Linked DNA regions of Mus musculus: region 1 is linked to region 2. The links are chromatin contacts, called in public HiChIP or PLAC-seq maps. All regions are on one chromosome and are shown on one strand. The core of a region is the stretch at or near the end of the contact, and the rest is flanking DNA. Distances in the headings are between cores, read along the strand shown.

Region 1 (2,995 bases), core at 394-2,893, 140 kb before region 2:
ATCAACTTCAGTTGGTAGAGGCTTGAGTGTTCAGGCAACACGGGCCACCAGCATCTCCACAGGTCACCAGCACCTCCATGGGTCACCCAGCACCTCCATGGGTCACCCAGCACCTCTATGGGTCACCCAGAACCTCCATGGGTCACCCAGCACCTCCATGGGTCACCCAGCACCTCCACAAAGCCCTCTTCCTTCCTCTGCAGAGTTGCAAGCCTTTGCCCATTTCACAGTGCTTGCTTCCCTTCCCTACAGAAGATGCAGAGGGAGCAGTAGATGACACAGGCCTTTTGACTAGCCATAAGATGGAGAGTCAGGAGCAAGGGATGTGTCACTAAGGGATGCCCCTGAGATCTTTTCCTGTACTGTTTTTCTTTTTTACAGTGAAGAGAGACCAGGAAGGGCTTCTTTCTTTCAGGTGTACCCGACAGAGTGTAGGACAAGGGAGAGGCAGGGTTTGGAAGAGCAACAGTCCATGGTACCCTCTGGCCATACAGCCCTTCCTTACCCCCTCCCTTCCCAGAGGGGAGAGAGAAGAGGTCGTGCCTGCATTGCAAACACCCTAGTAGGGACCAGTCCTGGGTTTTTTTTTTTTTTTTTTTTTTTTTGGTTGGTTGGTTGGTTTTTTTGACTTCTTTCCCACAATCACACCAGGCAGGCAAGGGCTGGAGGCCTGGGAGTCAGGGCCTTGGACTGTGCCCCTTTCAACCTTAAGCCCAGAGAGTATACAGCTGTACTGCATGTCACTGGAGTTGTGTGGTGAACAGAGCCCCTTCACTCTCACTCTGGATCCCTGGGAGCTGCGTCTGGCCCATTAGATTATCTGGAGCAGCTTTCCATTTAGGGCTCCTTTATAAGACCTCCTTAGGTTAGCCTGGGAATCACTTCTCCCATCCCACCTCACTGGGCCCTTAACACCCTCCTCTTGTTGCACGAACGTGATGGAGAGCGCTAGCTCTTGAGCAAAGTTTTGGAGGGACAGAGCCTGCTACCTTCTTTCTCTCTCTGCTCCCCAGACATGCCCATCTACTTACTGTTTACCGCTCAAACACCTCCCCAGAACGCCCGAACTGCTCAGCTTGCAGGCTTGCCCTTCAAGGGAGGCTAAGATCCACAGAGATGACAACCAACTGGACTGGGCAGGCTTAGGCAATCTGGAACTCAGGCCCAACTGTCTCAATAGCAGCCATCAAGTCAATACAAGAGTATCTGATCTTTCCCATTCGGAGGTTAAGGCTCCGTGCCCCACCTGCTCCACACTCCTCTTGCCTGAGTGCCACACCACCCACAGAGCCTCACAGATCACTCCCCCCCCACACCCACCCCTAACTCAGAACCCCTCAAGTAAGACTGATCTTTACAGTTTAACCCTTTCTCTTCCCAGACCTCTCACATCCTGACCTTTGACCTTATCAGACACCAGCTGCCACTCCTCCAGTCATACTCTGGACCTGGGGTCTAGGTTGACTGAGCTCTACCAAGAGGTGTGCCAACGCTTTAAAAAGAACCAAATGTAAACGGGGCTGGGTGGGGGTGGGGAAAGGTTGATTAATCACTGCTTTCCTCCAAATAGCAGGAATGAATGGGGCTGGGGCATGTTGGAGCAAGCTCAGCTCTGGGAGCTCAGACCTTGCCTTAAAAGGAGAAGGAGCACAGACTGCTCCCAGGCCTGGGATTTTGCAAAGTCCAGCTCCTTGCACATAGCCAAGCCTCCTCCTTATACTTATCTGAGAGGGAGTCTGGGCTGGTGGCTTGGCTTTGTTTGTGGGATTAATACTGTGCATCCTGATGGCTTCCACGGGTTATTTTTTTTTGCCGGTGCTGGCTATCTCTAGACCTTACCTGACCTTTCATCATCTATAGAAAAAAGGAGTTTAGGTTAAATGTAACAAAGAACTCAAGAGGACGAAGGTCTATCAGCCTTCAGATGAGGGATCTAGGCAGTATGATTGTTCCTTCTGGGAACAGATTAAAGGTTACAGGAAGCCCGGAGGGGTAGGTCTGGAGTCTAGCTAGAGTCATGCACAGAGACTAGACTATGGAAAGGATGACCATAGAGAACCTCCGGTGGCCTGTGACACATGAAGGGACCTCTCCTGGGGGTCAGAGGTGAGAAACAACTCCTCACCTGTTTCCTCCAGGCCTGTGGCCATGTGATGGTGTCTTGTTTGCTAAAAGCAGCCCCCGAGGACTTCAGTGAACAAAACAGCATTGTCCCCATCACCAGATACTCTTGAAGCCACTTCCTGTAAAGTCATATCTGATTACAGAGAAGCCACCATGCCAACATTTCCAGTGCCAACAGAGGGGGAGAGAACAGGAGAGAAGAGGTTTGTCTATTTGAAAGTGAGAGCTCATTGAAGGCAAGAACAAAGGGCTCTGTACTGTGGAGCCCTGTTAGCTCAGGCTAACTCTATCCTAGCTATCTCTTTCTTTGCCTGATGGTGAGGTGTCTCCTTGGCCCCACACAGCTGTGAAGAGCAAGTTTGTAGATGGTCCCTGGAGAGCTGCCCATAGAAAGGCTGGAAGGGAATTGCCAGTTTGTAGATGGTCCCTGGAGAGCTGCTCATAGGAAGGTTGGAAGGGAATTGTCTTTGCTTATGAGCCCCCTCTCCAGCACCTTGCCTAGGAGGCAGGGATGCCTGCAGTGCCCCCCCCCCCCAGCTGGGATACCACTGCCTCCAATTCAGAAACATTTGTTTCTTCCCCCAGCAAGTCTGAGGTGACCCTGCTTCAGAGGTTCAAAGCCACTCTTCCTGCATTTCCAGGATCTGGGCGGCCTTGGAAGACTCTCCAACTGGAAGCAACCGGATCGCGCCCGAGCCTGAGCTCTAGATTGGAGTAGTGGCTCTGAGTCTCCCATTCTGTCTTTGTTGGACATTGTTTCCAGGTCTTAGCAATGTTGCTGTTGACCTTGGTGGTCTGTGGAATGTCACAGCACGGGCAGCCTCAATGTGGAGAGCTAGGGCTTGCCAGGCCTTTGGCCCTGGTCAGCTGT
Region 2 (3,100 bases), core at 399-2,898:
CAGGGGGCTGGAGAGATGGCTCCATGGTTAAGAGCACTGACTGCTCTTCCAGAGGTCCTGAGTTCAATTCCTAGCAACCACATAGTGGCTCACAACTATCTGTAAAGGGATAGATGCCCTCTTCTGGTGTGTCTGAAGACAGCAACGGTGTGCTCATATAAATAAAATAAATAAATAATTCTTAAAAAAATAATGTGATTTAAAAAAGAAAGAAAAACCAAAACAAACTAAACCAAACACTCACCCACATAAAATGAAAGTAAATTAAACTTTAAAAAAGGGTCCATAGTTTAGATCAGGGAATACATCTGCTTTTTGTGAGTTGAGTTTTTCCTTTTCCTTCTTTCTTTCTTTCTTTCTTTCTTTCTTTCTTTCTTTCTTTCTTTCTTTCTTTCTTTCTTTCTTTCTTTCTTCCTTCCTTCCTTCCTTCCTTCCTTCCTTCTTTCCTTTCTTCCTTCCTTTCTTTCTTTCTTTCTTTCTTTCTTTCTTTCTTTCTTTCTTTCTTTCTTTCTTTCTTTTTTGTTGTTTCGTTTTGTAGTTGTTGTTGTTGTTGCTGTTGTTGTTGTTGTTGCTGCTGCTGCTGCTGCTGTTTGGTTTGGTCTGTTTTCCATTGAGATAGGTTGTCACTACATATAGCCCAGGCTGAACCTGATCATCTTTTGTCAGCTTTTCAAGTGCTAAGACTATATAGGGATGTCCTGCTATAGTGCCATGTCTGGCTTCTAAGTCATTTTGGGGAAGTTTTCAGGGAAGTTTTTGAGTTTGGGGGGGTGGGGGTGGGGTGAGGGTGGCCTGGAACTGCGGGTGACTTTGAATTTCTGGCCCTTCTGTCTTCACCTTCTGTGTGTTGTGATTACAGGCATGGATCACACCCTATTTATGTGGTACAATAGATCAAACCCTGAGCTCCACACTTACTGTGTTAGCATGTACCAAATGAGTTATGTCCCAAGCCTTGGTAAGCCATCTTTACATTGGACTTGGATAGTATAGTCATGATAGTGAAAAATGGTATATAATAGGATTATATCTGGGCAGTGAAGCCAAAGGGCTCTGCTGAAAAATAAACAGTGAGGCAGAGGACACCAAGGTACCTGCCACAGGGTCAAAGGGTCAAAGGGAGGAAGGTGATGCCAAGTTGGGCCCAGGTGAGGATCACCTTGGTAACCTTGCTCAAAGATTCCAAAAACTCCTTGCAGTTGCTAAGGCTGTCTGCAACAGCATCCGTAGGCCAGAGCATCATAGTAGAGAAGAGCTAAGCCTAGCACTAAAGCTAGACTTAGGTGCACAGGACAAGTGTAGACAAGTCCCAGGCTTGGTGTGACACTGTACCATGGACCCTGGGGGAAAGTGAGTGGGACTGTCCCCTGCCTGCTGATATCTTAGACAACCAGGGCCGCCGTATGCTTTTGCTACTCCAGAGATTTAGAATAGGCCAAACTGTGTTTTTCAGCCACCCAAGCAACCTGGGGGGTGGGGTGCGGCCCTGCTACCCAGTTCCCAACCTCCTTTGTAGCCATGGGTTCCAAGGTTGATGTAACCTGAACTGCTCTCATTTGTGTGTGGGCGGGTGTGGTCCTGTGAGTCCCGGGCCAGTGAATGGGGCTCTGTCAGCTGCGCAGGGTGCCAGCGCTCTGCAAATAGATTGAAGTCACGAACCCAACAAAGGGTTCAGCTGGGTTGTCATTGAGGCTGCAGCAACTGTGACTGCACAGGGTGGGGCTGCTGACCAGTGTTCCTGCTCCGGTCTGCTTTCGATTATCCCAGGAGACAGGCTCCCCAAGGGACCGATGAAAACGATTAGTTGGGGGAGCACAGGGCCCTGAGAGCCTTCTGGAAACATCCCAGTAGGAGGAGTGAGGGCAGGTGGGGACCAGGTGAAACTGCCTTTTCTGGTATCTTTCCCCACGGTCCTTTTTGCAGAGAAGAAAATCTATACTGCAGGGATCAGTTCAACAAGGAGAGAACAAAAATTCGGGTTGAACCCCAAGCCAATTCCAGGGGCAGGAGTGGAAAGAGAAAGAAGAGAAAGCAAAAGTTCTGGTTGTCCTCTTTAGGCCAGAGGTTCTTCAGGCTGGAAGTGGGTACCCTGAGGCCTCCAGACACAAATAGAAAATCAACATCTGTATTCTCTCAACAAACACCTCTGGAGGGCCTTAGGTTTTTTCCATGTTTTAGTGTTGAAAATGGAACCCTGGGCTCCATGTATGTATGCAAGGCCAGTGCTGTACAGTAGCCCCAAGCACACATATGTTCATGCTCTTAACTGTTTGTTTGTTTGTTTGTTTGTTTAGAGTACTTCTTCATACTGAAGCCAAAGCTAAAACAGACATCGATTCTCTTTCTTTGTTTGCTTGAGACAAGTTTCTCTGTGTAGGAGACAATGAAAAGAAAAACAGGATAAGAGAATCTGAGTATTCATTTTGGAGAGACAAATGACAAGTTTATGAAGAATAGGGGTGTTTAAAAGGGGGAAATATGGGGCTAGAGAGATGGCTCAGTGGGTAAGAGGACTCCCTGCTTTGTCCACAGCCAGAGTCTGGTTCCTGGAACTTGCTCTGTAGACCAAGCTGGTCTCGAACTCACAGAGATCCACCTGTCTCTGCCTCCCAAGTGCTGGAGTGCATGTGCTACCACACACAACACTATTCTTTTATTTTTGACATAGGGTCTCACTATATAGCCCTGGCTGGTCAGACGAACCAGGCTGTCTTTTGGATTTATAGAGATCCACTTGCCTGGGCCTCCTAAATGCTGGGCTTAATGGTGTACGCCACTATCCCTGGCCACAGTTTTGATCATGGGATTTGTTCTCTCTCTTTCTATAAGGTACAGGACTATTTGATTTATTCTTGCTTCAGTTGTGTCACTTGTACCTGTGACACTTTGGTTTCCAAACACCGCTTTGGTTCTTGCTATGTCCTGTCACCCTGGAATTTGAAGGCTATTTCCGATCAGTCTGGGGATATTTTCTTGACTTAGTTCAGTGATGTCTCCTTTACTTTGATCCCCACCCTTTTTTCAAAAACAACAAAAACATTTTGAGACGGGGGTCTTACTATGTAGTTTCTCTGTGTAGCTTTGGCTATCCTGGAACTCA

The links. HiChIP or PLAC-seq counts read pairs in DNA pulled down with a chosen protein or histone mark.
Region 1: a contact with region 2 is called in an H3K4me3 HiChIP or PLAC-seq map of embryonic stem cells, with 29 read pairs. The contact joins two enhancer-like sites. A contact is called at or near these places in 1 of 39 promoter capture datasets (pre-B cells), 1 of 15 datasets of contacts at CTCF or cohesin (pro-B cells), 2 of 484 Hi-C or Micro-C datasets (bone marrow-derived macrophages and embryonic stem cells) and 9 of 115 datasets of contacts at active chromatin or transcription factors (bone marrow-derived macrophages, embryonic stem cells, pancreatic cancer cells and 2 more).

What each region holds. Positions count from the first base shown.
Region 1 is chr1:135,357,844-135,360,838 of GRCm38.p6, reverse strand. The region is part of intron 1 of Lmod1 (leiomodin 1 (smooth muscle)); the gene reads right to left. Among named protein-coding and RNA genes, the nearest start is that of Shisa4, 16 kb to the left of the region's middle. Within about 2 kb of position 1,643, at least 44 of the 459 cell types and tissues checked have an H3K27ac peak or open chromatin away from gene starts, as enhancers often do. A contact at or near this core is called in embryonic stem cells, where this site is marked.
Region 2 is chr1:135,216,314-135,219,413 of GRCm38.p6, reverse strand. No RefSeq gene overlaps it. Among named protein-coding and RNA genes, the nearest start is that of Gm41955, 16 kb to the right of the region's middle. Within about 2 kb of position 1,648, at least 35 of the 459 cell types and tissues checked have an H3K27ac peak or open chromatin away from gene starts, as enhancers often do. A contact at or near this core is called in embryonic stem cells, where this site is marked.